Regions from separate parts of the Mus musculus genome. Here region 1 is linked to region 2. A link is a contact called in public Hi-C data. All regions are on one chromosome and are shown on one strand. The core of a region is the stretch at or near the end of the contact, and the rest is flanking DNA. Distances in the headings are between cores, read along the strand shown. Region 1 overlaps Nubpl (nucleotide binding protein-like). Region 2 holds the start of Gpr33 (G protein-coupled receptor 33).

Evidence for each region. Hi-C and Micro-C count contacts between places; a contact is called where the count stands out from the background.
Region 1: a Hi-C map of conventional type 1 dendritic cells shows a contact between it and region 2, with 2.4 times the contacts expected there. The contact joins the enhancer-like site here to the promoter of Gpr33 in region 2. A contact is called at or near these places in 3 of 39 promoter capture datasets (the 3T3-L1 cell line and embryonic stem cells), 3 of 484 Hi-C or Micro-C datasets (brain, conventional type 1 dendritic cells and macrophages) and 1 of 9 other capture datasets (pancreatic islet).

The regions. Positions count from the first base shown.
Region 1 is chr12:52,118,424-52,125,673 of GRCm38.p6, reverse strand. All of the region lies in intron 3 of Nubpl (nucleotide binding protein-like), which reads right to left. Among named protein-coding and RNA genes, the nearest start is that of Nubpl, 24 kb to the right of the region's middle. Within about 2 kb of position 5,218, at least 23 of the 459 cell types and tissues checked have an H3K27ac peak or open chromatin away from gene starts, as enhancers often do. A contact at or near this core is called in conventional type 1 dendritic cells, where this site is marked.
Region 2 is chr12:52,025,714-52,032,655 of GRCm38.p6, reverse strand. Gpr33 (G protein-coupled receptor 33) reads left to right here and starts at 4,593. Exons shown (of 2, transcript NM_008159.2): 1 at 4,593-4,722.

The DNA of each region.
Region 1 (7,250 bases), core at 3,969-6,468, 92 kb before region 2:
TTTTAAGCCAAAGAAAGTAAGGGAATTAGGCCCGGAGAGATGGCTCAGCGACTAAGAGCACTGACTGCTCTTCCAGAGGTCCTGAGTTCCATTCCCAGCCATCACATGGTGGCTCACAACCAACTGTAATGGGATCCGATGCCCTCTTCTGGTGTGTGTGAAGAGAACTATAGTGTACTCATATACATAAAACAAATAAATCTTTAAAAAAAAGGAAAAGAAAGTAAGGGAATTAATAATAATAATAATAATAATAAGGAATACAACTGTTTAAAATCCATTAGGATATTTTAAAACCCATGTCAATTTTTTTTACATCATTAACAACTTGGTCGAATCTTAGACCTATGTTCCTCTACCACATCCTCAAAATATACAAACTGCTAAAAAGATCATTTTCTCAACTCTATTTTTCCTTCTAAGTAGTCTTACATGCTGCCTGTACTTTGATGATATGCAAGTTTAAATCCATAGCCCCAACTTCCCCTCTGAACTCTGGACTTCCTTAATACTCTCAAGTGTCTTCTAAGCATTTGGAACTTAATGTATGTAAAAGAGAAGTGACTTTAACTATCTATCTCTACTTCACAGGTTGTTTCCATCTCAGAAAGACGACTAGCATTCACACAGTTGCTAAAAGTAAAAACACAGTCCTACAAATTAAATTCAATATAAATGAAACCATACTGCAGAGAGAAATAAACCAGGCACAAAAGGCAATTCTATGATTCCACTTGTATGAGGTGAGGTATATAGAGTCATCAAATTTACAGAGAAAGAAAGTAGATGGGCCATTACCAGGAGATGAGAGGGTTATTGTTAATGAATACTGAGTTTCAGTTTGGGAATATACTAAAGTCTGGGGGGAAAGACATGGGTGATGATTACATAACAATGTAAATGTAGCTGACACCAATGAACTGTACATTTCAAAAGGTAAATTTGTGTTATCTGTATGTTACTATACTAAAGGAAAGAGATGTTATCAGATACCCATGCTACCTTTCCTTCACCATCCTCAACCTACTAGCAGGAAGTCCTTCCTTCACGGCACTTATAGAAACTACCAACTTACCCACATCACAGTCCAAGCGTCTTCCTATCTTCAGCCCAGGTTACTGCATCAGCACTAGCTGGCCTTCCTGGTTTCCTTAAGTCTATTCTATACAGTATAGTTGGATCCGTTAAAGCAAGAATAAATCATGTCAAAACTCTAGTTAAAATACCGCTCTATCATACTCATGGAGAGAGCAAAATTAAAATTTCCCCTATGGATTCCATTGCATTGTAAAACATGCAACCATCTACCTTCCCTCGGGTTCATTCTAGTCATGACATTCCTCCTATTGCTCAAATATTCCAAGAGAAAGGATGTTTGCTCTTCTTGTAGTTCCATATCTCAATTCAGTCATTTCTCTGCTCAAATTCCGTCTTTAGAAGTCCCACTTCAGAAAACCCACTGAGAAGAGTGTCTCCCAGGACTTGCTGGTCCTTACACCGCTTTACTGTCTCATAACTCTCATCGCTACTAAAAAGACTCCAGAGAATCAAATAACCCTATTAAAAAATGGGGTACAAAGCTAAACAAAGATTTCTCAATGAGGAAACTTGAATGGCCAAGAAGCACCTAAAGAAATGTTCAACATCCTTAGTCGTCAGAGGAATGCAAATCAAGACAATCCTGAGATTCCACCTCACATCAGTCAGAATGGCTAAGATCAAAAACTCAGGTGTCAGCAGATTCTGGCAAGGATGTGGAGAAAGAGGAACATTCCTCCATTGTTGGTAGGAATGCAAGCTGGTACAACCACTCTGGAAATCAGTCTGGAAGTTCCTCAGAAAATTGAACATAGTATTACCTGAGGACCCAGTTATAACACTCCTGAGCCTATACCCAGAAGATGTTTCAATGTATAACAAGGACACATGTTCCACTGTGTTCATAGCAGCCTTATTTATAATAGCCAGAAGCTGGAAAGAACCCAGATGTCCTTCAACAGAGGAATGGATACAGAAAATGTGATACATTTACACAGTAGAGTACTACTCAGCTATTAAAAACAATGACTTGATGAAATTCCTAGGCAAGTGGATAGAACTAGAAAATATCATCCTGAGTGAAGTAACCCAATCACAAAAGAACACACAAAGTATGCACTCACTGATAAGTGGATATTAGCCCAAAAGCTCAGAATACCCAAGGTCCAGTTCACAGACCACATAAGAAGGAAGACCAAAGTGTGGGTGCTTCAGTGCTTCTCAGAAGGGTGAACAAAATACTCATAGGAGCAAATACGGAGACAAAGTGTGGAGCAGAGACTGAAGGAAAGGCCATTCAGAGACTGCCTGACCTGGGGATCCATCCCATATACAGTCACCAAACCCAGACACTATTGTGGATGCCAAGAAGTTCATGCTGACAGGAGTCTGGTATAGATGTCTTCTGAGAGGCTCTGCCAGAGCCTGACAAATACAGAGGCAGATGCTCGAAGTCAACCACTGGATTGAGCATGGGGTCCCCAATGCAGGAGTTAGGGAAAGGAGTAAAGGAGCTGAAGGGGTTTGCAACCCATAGGAAGAACAATATCAACCAACCAGACCCCCCGGAGCTCCCAGGGACTAAATTACCAACCAAAGAAAACACATGGAGGGACACGTGGCTCTAGCTGCATATGTAGCAGAGGATGGCCTTGTTGGACATCAATGGGAGGAGAGGCCCTTGGCCCTGTGAAGGCTTGATGCCCCAGTGTAGGGGAATTCAAGGGTGGGGAGGTGGGAGTGGGTGGGTGGGTGGGTGAGCCCCCCACATAGAAGCAGGGGGAGGGAGGATGGGATAGAGAGTTCCCGAGGGTTGGGAGGAAACCAGGAAAGAGGTAACATTTGAAATGTAAATAAAGAAAAAGTGTCCATTTATTTTGCCTCTCCCAGTTCACTGTAAGATCCTTGACGACAGAAACTTTGACTTATACTACAGATGCAGATTCCAGGGAAGTGCTTAGCACATGGCTAAGTACCTAGTAGTTTCTGGAATGAACAGATGAACGCAGTTACTGTCATCTGTAGATGAACTACTTTTGATTTCCTTGATTTTTCATGTCAAAACATGGACTTTTTTGAACATGAAAGAAAGCATGTTATTTGAAAAAGCAAGATGAAACCTCAGTCATCCAAATGTCAATAATGAACAGACTACAACACTAAGCAAAACTTTCATCATGTTACCCCCCCTCTGGACTCACAAGACACCTCTTCTATAATCACAGCCTCAACGTTTGAACCTGCCTCAGTGAACCGCTTCTTCCCACCAGCACCAGTAACTCCCAGACTGTTTCTGCTCAGACTCCTCCTCTGCTCACCAGTTCCTCACTTGGGAAATGAGAGGAAAGGTCAAAGTTCAGAGACCCAAAGATAACCACCAGATAGCCTCTTCTACTTTAGCTACAAAGAGGTCTTTTCAAAAGAGGTATTACTAGACATCTATAAAATCTTAATACTTAAACAATCTAATTACTGAGATGCTTTTTGCTTTATTATCTCTAACATGATCATTTAAACCACCTTTTATTGACAGTGATTTGTTAAATTAACAGCCATGCTTTAATTTCTATGACAAGTCCTCTATCACTAGGCAGGTAAGTGAAATTAAGCATGTTATTCTTCTGCATATATAAGCACAGAGCACAACAGATAAAAATCACAAATTAAAAGAATGATGCTCATATACGACAAAAATTTTCACTCCTATCTCTTGACCCAAATAGTCTTCAGCTGCATAGAATGTCTGAAATAGCCTGTTTGAAGCATGATACAGAGAGCTTATTCTCAATTAACTATGCTGCCTTTTCATCATTTTTAAAGAAAATGCACATTTGTAGAACAGGATTAGACACAGTCATTTTTTTTAAGCCACCCCAAAGAACCCACAGGACAAGACTAGCACTTCGATCAGTTTCCATGGTGACTAGCAAAAAACCATCACACTGCAGATAATATTCCAGTACAAGTTTGAGGCCAAAGCTGCTCCAAGGCTTGGAGAAGTCTTATGCTTTCTGTTTGGTTGACAGGAAAAATCAAAACAGAGAGCAACCTGTTCCCATGGAGGGGTCCAAGCAACCTTCTGAGACTACCTGAGGAGGAAGTGAATTCAGGGAGGAACTGAATTCAAAAAGGTTTCATTGTTTAAGAGTCACAGGCAGCAACCCAGCTAGTCCCTGCTTTTAGCAATCCCTAGCTTCTTATCTGCCCCATGATTACATGGAATCTCCTTTCAGAGCCCAGTGGACTGGCGATCCCAGTTCGCTTTCCTGCTGTGGCAGACCATGCACGCCTCCTGCTCTCTAACTAGCTTTACAAAAGTACAAAGGAAGCTTATGGGAGACAAGGGAAAGACTTTCTCAAGACGCTTCTTTAAGAACTATTAAAGACAGCAATCCATGCCTCCTTTTTTTTGTAAAATTGGTTGATGTGGTTAATTTGGCAAAGCCTATGAGAGATGGAAAAGGAAGCAAGACATGGTGAGAGTTTCAAGCTCCTAATTTATATCTGATGATGCCAACAACAAATAAAGGCTCTCTAAAACTGCTTCCCCTTCATCTGAGTGCTCTGACCCACTTGTGTGCAGCAGTGCTGACCCCAGCCTTTCACGCACTGCATCTGCCAAAAGGGAACGAACGCATGTCCTGACCACAGGAAACAGGCTGGAACAAAAGCTATCATGTCCACAGCCAACATTAAAGCTTTAAAATGCCACAACCTAAAACAGTACCATTCTGAATTCAGATTTATTTTCCCAGCCTTTAATCTTATCAAAGCTTGTTTTCTATGTTCTTAGCCACTCCACTGTGTTTTCTAGCATATAACATTTTCATACACAAGTTTTGAGAATGTGCTGCATATGTTTTAACTGAAAATTAAAAGTGCCGAAACACAAATGCTTCTCTAAATATAATTCTTCTAAGGCAAAAATGATCGTTGGCAATTTGTGGGCACTTGAGAAAGCACTGGAACTCACTCAAAACTTTGGAAATTTCCACCACACCTAATCTATTTTCAATCAGTTAGCAAGAGTTTACCAGGTATGTAGCAATGGGCCAGGCAGCAGTGGCAACTCATTTAAGATGCAGCCCTGACACCAGGGTCACCTAATGGCAGATGAACATATGAAGGGACAAAAAGGAAGTGATGTGATCTGAAACCACTAATGAGGCTTCACAGAGGAAGTGACATAGGACATCTAGTCAGTACAAGGAGTGCAGTGAGTACAGAATGGAGAACTGGGTAGAAGCAGCCCTAGGGCCTGAGCTGCACAACTTGGACAGAGACCTGCATGCAATGAGAACATTTCTACAAACAGTGTGAGAAATCACTATTTAATTCAACAGGAAGGAGCTTAGAGTGAGCAACATAAAAGACCGAGGTTGGTTTTTTGGTTTGTGGTGGTACTGTCATTGTTGTTGTTGTTCCCTGCCTCTACCTTCTAAAGTGTATGAGTTATAAGTGTGTGCCACTGCACCTGCCAAAATTATAAAGTTTTACCTATATTCATAATAGAGAAATGAGCTATTTCTCCAATGACAGTTGGTGACTGTCAGGTGAGAATGGAGTAGGAGAGCTAAGATGACAGGTCGGGACAATGTGAAGGCTGCAAGGGTTTTGCTGTTCCCTGAATTAGATGTGAGTTCTATGTCCCCTCCCATTAAACCTGAGAAAGCACATGTCAATTTCAACTAGGCTGACTAACCAGGTTGGGTCACAAAAGGCCATACAGCTTCCTTCTTAATGACCAGGACACCAACTTGAGCAACACTTAGTCACCAGCAAAGAAGTTCCACTACACTGAGGCTGCCAAGCTCTGGGCAAGACTAGGCAATAAGTAGTAACCATGCTAACATACTCCATTCAACAACCCTGGCCAGTCCACCCTTGTTACCACAGCCACTACCAAGCACATGTGTAAAGAACTTGATATATCCATTTGGGCCTTCACCGTTGAAGCTGCAGCACTGTAGAAGGAACAAGCCATTCCTAATGCTCTATCCAAATCCCTATCCCATAGAAACTGCGAGCATACTAAAAAGGATGGAGCTTTACCTAATAAGTTTAGGGTGCGCATCACTAACTCAAACAGGTGGTGGCAAGATGTAGCTAATTTCTAAAGAATACATGGACAGAAGATTTTAGAGATCAGGATGCTGGCTCCATTTACATCACTGAAATTTGACCTATCTGTTGGCAATCAGAGGAGGAGGAGGAAGAGGAAGAGGAGAAGGAGGAGAAACCTACATTAAAAAATTCAGTTTTTTTAAAAAAAATAGATGTTGACTGAAGAAGCGGTATTTCTAAAACAAGGAGACCATGTGGGAAACAAACAAACAAAAAATGTATAGGGGTGAAGTAATATGAGCGAGGGTAAACAGAAAGGGTCAGGATAAGCAAGGAAAATATAACATTAACCAAAATGTCCAACAATGGGGATATGGAACCTGAAGAGTCCACCTCCAGTAATTAGGGGCCCCAATTGGAGGGATGGGGACATTAACCCACCTACAAAACTTTCGACCCAAAATTGCTCCTCTCTAAAAGAAATGCAGGGACAAAAATGGAGCAGTCTAAAGGAATGTGCAACAAGTGACCAGCCCAACTTGGGGTCCATCCCATGGGTGGGCACCAATCCTTGACACTATTACTGATGCCATGTTGTGCTTGCAGACAGGAGTTTGGCATGGCTGTCCTCAGAGAAACTCTACCAGCAGCTGACTGAGACAGATGCAGACACAGTCAAGCATTGAATAGAGGTCAGGAACCCCTATGGAAGACGGAGGGGAAGGAGCTGAAGGAACTGAAGGGGATGGCAACCCCACAGGAAGAACAACAGTGTCAACTAACCTGGACCCCTGGGAACTCCCAGAGACTGAGCCACCAACCAAAGAGCATACACAGGCTGGTCTGAGGTCCCTGGCACATATGTAGCAGAGGGCTGCCTTGTCTGGCCTCAGTGGTAGAGGATATAGGGACTTGATGCCCAGGGTGGGGGATATAGGGGGAGCACCCTCTCAGTGGCAAAGGGGAGGGGATATGGGGGAAGAACTCTGTGAAGGGGGATAGAGGAGGCAACATTTTGAATGTAAATAAATGAAATAATTTAAAAAGTAGAAAGATCATGACTGGCATCTGTCTCTGGGCAGAAAGGGAAGGATGTAAGGATGATGGGAGAAAAGAAGTTTAATGGTGAGCAAAAACATGAAAGAAGC
Region 2 (6,942 bases), core at 3,344-5,843:
GACATCAGTTGGCTCATTGAAGAAGCTTTGGGACTGGAGCCTAAGGGACCAAATATGCAGCCTTCTTTCCAGTGTGTGTCATGTTTGATGACACAAGTAGACCTAATTTTCTTCTCCTATGCCCTCTCCAGGCAACTTGGGAGTGCAGGCTGAGTCACCGAGATGTTCTGCACCCCTCCCCAACCTTCCGAGAGAACTTGTGCACAATGGTATTTAGAGAGAGGCTAAGAACTAGCCCAAGAAACACGGCGATGTTCTGAATCACAGCCACGATCATTTATAAAAGTTATACTTGGGAGGTTAGAGGAGCTATTTTAAAACGCAAGTCAGTGGGAGAAACAGACATTTTCAAACAGCCAGCTAGAGTACTTTTCATGTTCTCATAATATCAATAAAGTGGGAGGTCATTAGCTGAGTTTTGTTCCAGGAGGGAGGGCACAAACACCTCCAAGGTACTAGAAATAAAAGACTTACAGAGAAAAAAAAAAGGTAACTTTCTGCTGGGAACAGCTATCTTGTGGGAGGTCGCTGCGACCAAGAAGGACAGCAGAGTACTGTTCTGTGCGAGGCAAGGAGGTCATCCGGTTCACGTGACTCAGTAGCTGGTACCGGTTCCAACATTGAAACTATGACCCCAGACAGTTTGCTTTGGGCATATTTAACCCCAGCGCAATTTGGAGAAAAAAGAGTTTCTGATGATAATTAGCTCAATCCTGTGTGTACCAGAAAGCTTAAGTTATAGTTACATTGAAACTCTTTGCAAAGTACATGTGACCTCTTCCATAAAGATGGGTTCAATAGATAGACTACATGGGACATCTTAAGGGTCACAGTCATCTATTGAATTGAACACAGGGTCCCCAATGGAGGAGCTAGAGAAAGTACCCAAGGAGCTGAAGGGGTCTGCAACCCTGTAGGAGGAACAACAATATGAACTAACCAGTACCCCCAGAGCTTGTGTCTCTAGCTGCATATGTAGCAGAAGATGGCCTAGTTGGTCATCATTAGGAGGAGAGGCCCTTGGTCTTGCAAAGATTATATGCCCCACCCAGTACAGGGGAATGCCAGGGCCAGGAAACGGGAGTGGGTGTGTTGGGAAGCAGGGGGGGTGGTAACTGGGAACTTTCGGGATAACATTTGAAATGTAAATAAAGAAACTATCTAATAAAAAAAATTTTTTTTAAAGAGAGAGAGAGAGAAGAGAATGGGGAAAGGAAGGACAGATTTTTTTTTAAAAAGCTTCATGCAATAGCCAACTTTATTCAGAGCATCAATTTATATTCTGAGGGTTAAGCAAGGTGATATGAGCAAAGGTCACATGAGTTTGGGCTGTATAGTCACAAAGACAATCCTTGCTTGCAAACGTCATTCTGAACACTAATGGGTAAAATGCTGGCTCATCTAAAGCACAACCCTCTCCTATGATTACACCTGGGAGACGCATGAAAGCAGGTTCCAAGAACAGCCCATGTGATGGAGGGACACAAGTCACAGCCTCTGTCTTGATTACTCAGGGTTTTCTCACAAGCTCTCAGAAATCTCCTCTCAGAGCTTCACTTATGAGTCATTTTTTTCTACAATAAATGAGCCACATTTTGTCATAACTTTCATAAGAATATTTTAGAGGATGAGGTTTCCTGTGGTCACAAGATTATACTCTGCTTATGAATATGATAGAGAGAAAAATAGGAGAGGGGGGGTCGGTCAGTAAAATGCTTGCTGTACAAGGAGGAGCTGAGTTTGATGCCCAGGACTATAAAGAGCCAGTGTAGCAAGGGGTGATGACACAGGCCTTCAATCCCAGTGCTGGAGAGCCAGAGACAGGCAGATCTCTGTGAGTTCAAGGCCATCCTGGTCTACAAACCAAGTCCAGGAAAGCCAGGGCTCTGTTACACAGAGACACCTGTCTCAAAAACAAACAAACAAACAGAACAAAGCCAAAACAAAACAAAGTGTGGTGACACTTGCCTGTAATCTCAGTGTTGGAGACGAAGAAACAAGAGAGGGTTCCTAAGGTCTGCTGGCCAGTCAGTCTAAACAAATTGGTGACCTCCAGGTTCACTGAGAGAGCCTGTCTAAAAAATTTAAAAATTAAAAAATTTTTAAAAATTTAAAATACATATATGTACAGAATGATTGGGAAAGATGCTCTGACAGTGACTTCTGACCTGCACACACATGTGCATGCACACACGGAAGCAGAAAGGGAGGGAGGGAAGTCTCTCCCAGACACCTATGACTTCCTTCAGGCTGGAAACCGCTGGGCGAATACTTTCTCAAAGCTCTTTCCTGTGCTGCCTGACCAATGAAGACACTCACTGTGTAAATGACAAAATCTACAAATAAGAGAAAATGGGAGAGTGTTTAATTTTTCTTCTCATCACTAGAAAACCTAAAATCGACATCTTCCACACTCTCTTCAAGAATTTGCTGTTTCCCTCTAGTTAATTATTAAACCAGATGACGCAAACACTGTAGAAAACACACAGACCACTTGAAGAAATGACTTCCCTTCTATGGCTTCGTTGGGGATATGACTGTTCATTTGTCTTTCACTTTTAATTAAGTCAGGTGATTTCAAGTCAAGAAACTGATCTGTGTCCTTGGCTCCAACCACAGTATGAACCATATAGAAATGAAAAGCCAAGGGCTCTCAGCCAAGGGCCCTGGCTGCCCTGCAGAGGACACTGGTCCAATTCCCAGCACCCACATAGTAGCTCACCACCATCTACAACACTGGTTCCAGGGACTCTCACACCCTCTTCTGTCCTCTTAGGTCACCAGGCACACATGTGGTGCACAGGCATACACGACAGCAAAACGTCCACGCATATAAAAAATATAATTTTTAAAAGATTAAGAAATGAAGAAACGGACGATGTTGCTGAGGAGCCTGAATACCTATTGTGTCTAAGGCCTGGAACATCTCTCTCCAACATCCCTCAACTACTCAGTTCAGGTAGCATCTTCAACAACTGTAAACATTTCGGGCAACTACTTTGAATTATTTATCTTGTTTGTCTCAGTTTGCACACTGTCTGGCAGGCTAGAGTATTCATAAATATTTCTTGAATTATGGCATTCGGATACATTTGCTCCAGCCCAGTGGACTTGTAAGTGTGCATTCTGTTGCAACTTACATAATGCCAGTACCAACTCAACTGTTATTCATTCAATACTTGCCCTGTGCCTGCCATTGTACTGAGCCTTTTAGACGTATTTCACTTTATCCCCACAAGGGTAATCAAAAAACAACAACAAAAACAACTCATTCCTGTTCTTTTTTTTTATGTTAACATATGAAGAGGCTGAGACTCTGATAATGTGCAGAGAGATACAGATAGCCCTATAATAGAGATAGAGGCACCATTGGGATTTCTACACGGGGTGTGGCAGCTCCCTCTGCCCTGTATTATACAGTCACTATCATTCCCACAAGCTGTGCATTGGAATTTTTAGTGCACATTATTTTCACCCCAGCTTCTTTATTAACTGTTAACAGAATCTAGGATGGGCTCTCAGAGAGTTTCAAGGGTCTCAACTCCTTCATCTGTGGAAAGGGAGTTTAATGAAAAACCTATCATGATTTGCTTAACCCCTCTGGGACTTAGTCTACTAATGTTCAGAACAAGCAGGTTTGGACCCGGTAATTCCCCGTTACATATGGATCTATACATGAACCCAAAAGCCTCCAGAGGAAGTCCTTTCTAAAATGTAGTAATAAGTTTGAACGTCATCCTTAGCCTACCAAGAAGATCTGTAGCTCAGTTGAAGGTCACAGACAGGAATGAATTAAGATCTAAGATTTAAGCCAATTTCAAATAAGTCTGTAGTCTAGCTGTGAAAGCATTAAGTTCTGAGTAGACAGAATAGACGGTGGCTCTTACTCCCAAGCTTTCACCACTGAAGATACACTGTTTCTGATGCATTTTCTACTCTGGCAGTGATGAGAGGAAGAAGAAAGGACCATGAGGCTGGCACTGAGGTGGATCTGAAATGGGGGAGGGGGACTAGAGAGAGGAGTGAACCAGCAATGAATGGTTCACAGAGTCCGTCGTGCTGTAAGATAATGACTCGGCTCTGTCCCCCAACAACTGTCCAGATGCAACCATTCTGTCTACCACTCTTCCTCTTTCCAGACTGAACGACGACAGTCTTTGACCTGTCACCTTCATTCTGCTTAGTGTGAGAACCAGAGTTTAAGTTTTTCTCTTTAACAATTTTCTTTCCAGCGAGATCAGATAGTTAAGTTCCAGATTCTATAACACCCAGGGCTCGTGCCTACCGTCTTGCTGTGTATCTACCGTTGATGGCCCATAAGCCAATGAAATCTCCAAAATCAAACCTGCCTGGTGGGATGAACAGACCTGAGGATGGAATTGAAACCAGTGTCTTAACACCTGACATTATCCTATTAACCTTAACTGAAATGATTGTTCACAGAATTTTTTGACTCTCATTTTGAAATCGAGAAATGGTTTGGAGAAGTACTTCTGTCTTGGACTCCACCTCCACAGCAGTATGTTCTACAGAAAAGAAACCGGAGGAGTTGAAAGACTCTGTGAACTTGTCAAAGGCAAGACTAAAGAGCAGCATCCACCAGAAAGGGATGAGAGGAACAAAATAAAGGCAGAATCTCCAGTTGCTGCCCCTTCCCCCAGAGAGAAGACTGTTGGACACTGTGGCATCTCAGACTACTTGGCATGAAGACACAGCTCTGAGGTAAGACCCCTGGGCCCAGCAGGATTCTCAGCTTCCTAAAGATCAGCTAGTCTGAGGCTCCTGAGGCTTTCCTCCAGACGCAGCTCAGTGTCTCTGGAAGCTCTGGAGGCTCTAGAAGCTGCTCCAGCCAAAGCTACCAATGCATCAAGAGAAGAAGATCTGAGAGTGTAGCTAGAGAAGATAGACTCTCAGAGGTTCCGTACAAGTGCTTCCGGAAAGAGAGAAATAGAGTCTGTAGCTTTAAAAGGGTTAAATGAGGATTTGATTGGTTTTACTCTAACAAGTTGAGCAAAATGGCACGTTTAAATAACAAATATTAGGCCTGTGGTGGTGGCATGCACCTTTAATCCCAGTACCTGAAAGGCAGAAGCAAGCAGACCTCTGAGTTTGAGGCCAGACTACAAAGTAAATTCCAGGACAGCCAGGGCTACAGAGAGAAATGTTATCTCAAAAAAACTAAAAAACAAAACAAAACAAATAAACAAACAAACAAAAAAACCTAAAAACTGTCATCAGCCATTTTAGGCACTAAGTTCACTGCCCCATTCAGTCTTCATAAAAACTCTAAGGGGTTAAAGAGGTCACAGAGCTAGTAGAGTAGACTCAAAATTATACTCCAGTGCTTCAAGCCATCTTAAAAGGTGTTCAAGAATGAAGAACTTCTCTTAACTTCTGCATCACACAGTGGGTCTTTATCCACACATATTCATCACATACACACAATACTAATACACGTTGTTGTTTTTTTTAAGTTTTTCAAGACAAGGTTTTTCTGTGTATTCATGGCTATTCTGGAACTCACTCTGTTCCAGTCTGGCCTCAAAACTCAGAGATCTACCTGTCTCTGTCTCCCAAGTGCTGGGGTTAAAGGCATGTGCCACCATGCCTGGTAGTAGTATACCTTTCATGCTAAAAATCATGACGAATTTTCATAGTATATTCAATACATTAATGCTTCCAAGAACCTTATGTAAAATGCAAAGCCACCAATTCTAATTACAGAACAAAGTTTTTATTCTGTTTAAGTTTATATTAACTTCAGACACTAGAGTTCAGCCTCACAAGTCAACAAATAAAGCATCCAGAAACTCAGCTTTCTATATGCATATACACTGAGAGATATCAAACACACACAACACAGACACACCAACACCACACATGTACCACTTGCACATATGGACACACAAGAACAGATATACACTTAAGCAATGCATAATATACATACACACACATACACACACACTTCACAAATACACTACAGATGACATACACAGACTTACATGGGCACACACAGAACTTTAGATATATAATCTATGGATAAAAATACACCCCACAGTGAAATGCTTACTATATATGCACCTGCATACACACAAATGCACCACAGATGCACAGACTACAGGTATTATACACACACTGAGAGAGAGAGAGACAGAGAGAGAGACAGAGAGAGAGACTGAGAGAGAGACTGAGAGAGACAGAGACAGAGAAACAGAGAGAGACAGAGGGAGAGAGGGAGAGACTGAGAGAGAGACAGACACAGAGAGAGAGAGACAGAGAGAGAGAGAGAGAGAGAGAGAGAGAGAGAGAGAGAGAGAGAGAGACTGAGAAAGTCTCCAGGGATTCGTTTCTCCTATCCACTCAAGCCCCAGTATCTACACACTTCCTGCCAACCTGTTCTTTACATTTCAGTTGCCACCAGTCTTTTCTCCCCATCTCCCCTCAAGTAGGGAACCCAAGCTCTTTTCCTTTGTTGCCCAGTGGAGTCACCAACCCATGCTAATTGTAGGTTAACAGGACAGAGTATTCTACACACACAGGCACAGCAAGTGGGCTGTAAATAAGTGTTAGAAAAGCCCTTGCTGACATCCTCAGAGCTCTCTGCCTCCACCCTTTCTTCTCTACTGGACATCTGCAAGGCTCCTGGCTTTTCCTGTGTCTATCACCCTCCCTCTTCCTACCTCTTAAGGTCCCAGGACCTTCGCACAACCTCTTCATGAGTGCTGCTTTTACACTCACCGTTGCTTATACATAGCATCACTGTTCATTCTTCCTAATACAGACCACTAAAGTATTTTTCTACAAAAGAGAATCATTTTCTGCTTTGCAGAACCTTACAAGTTTTATTTGTGCTTTGTGTTTTGGTTTTGCTTTGGTTTTGGTTTTGGGGGCCTTAGGGGGATTGTGGATATTTTATTTGTTTGTTTGGGGTTAGTTGGTTGG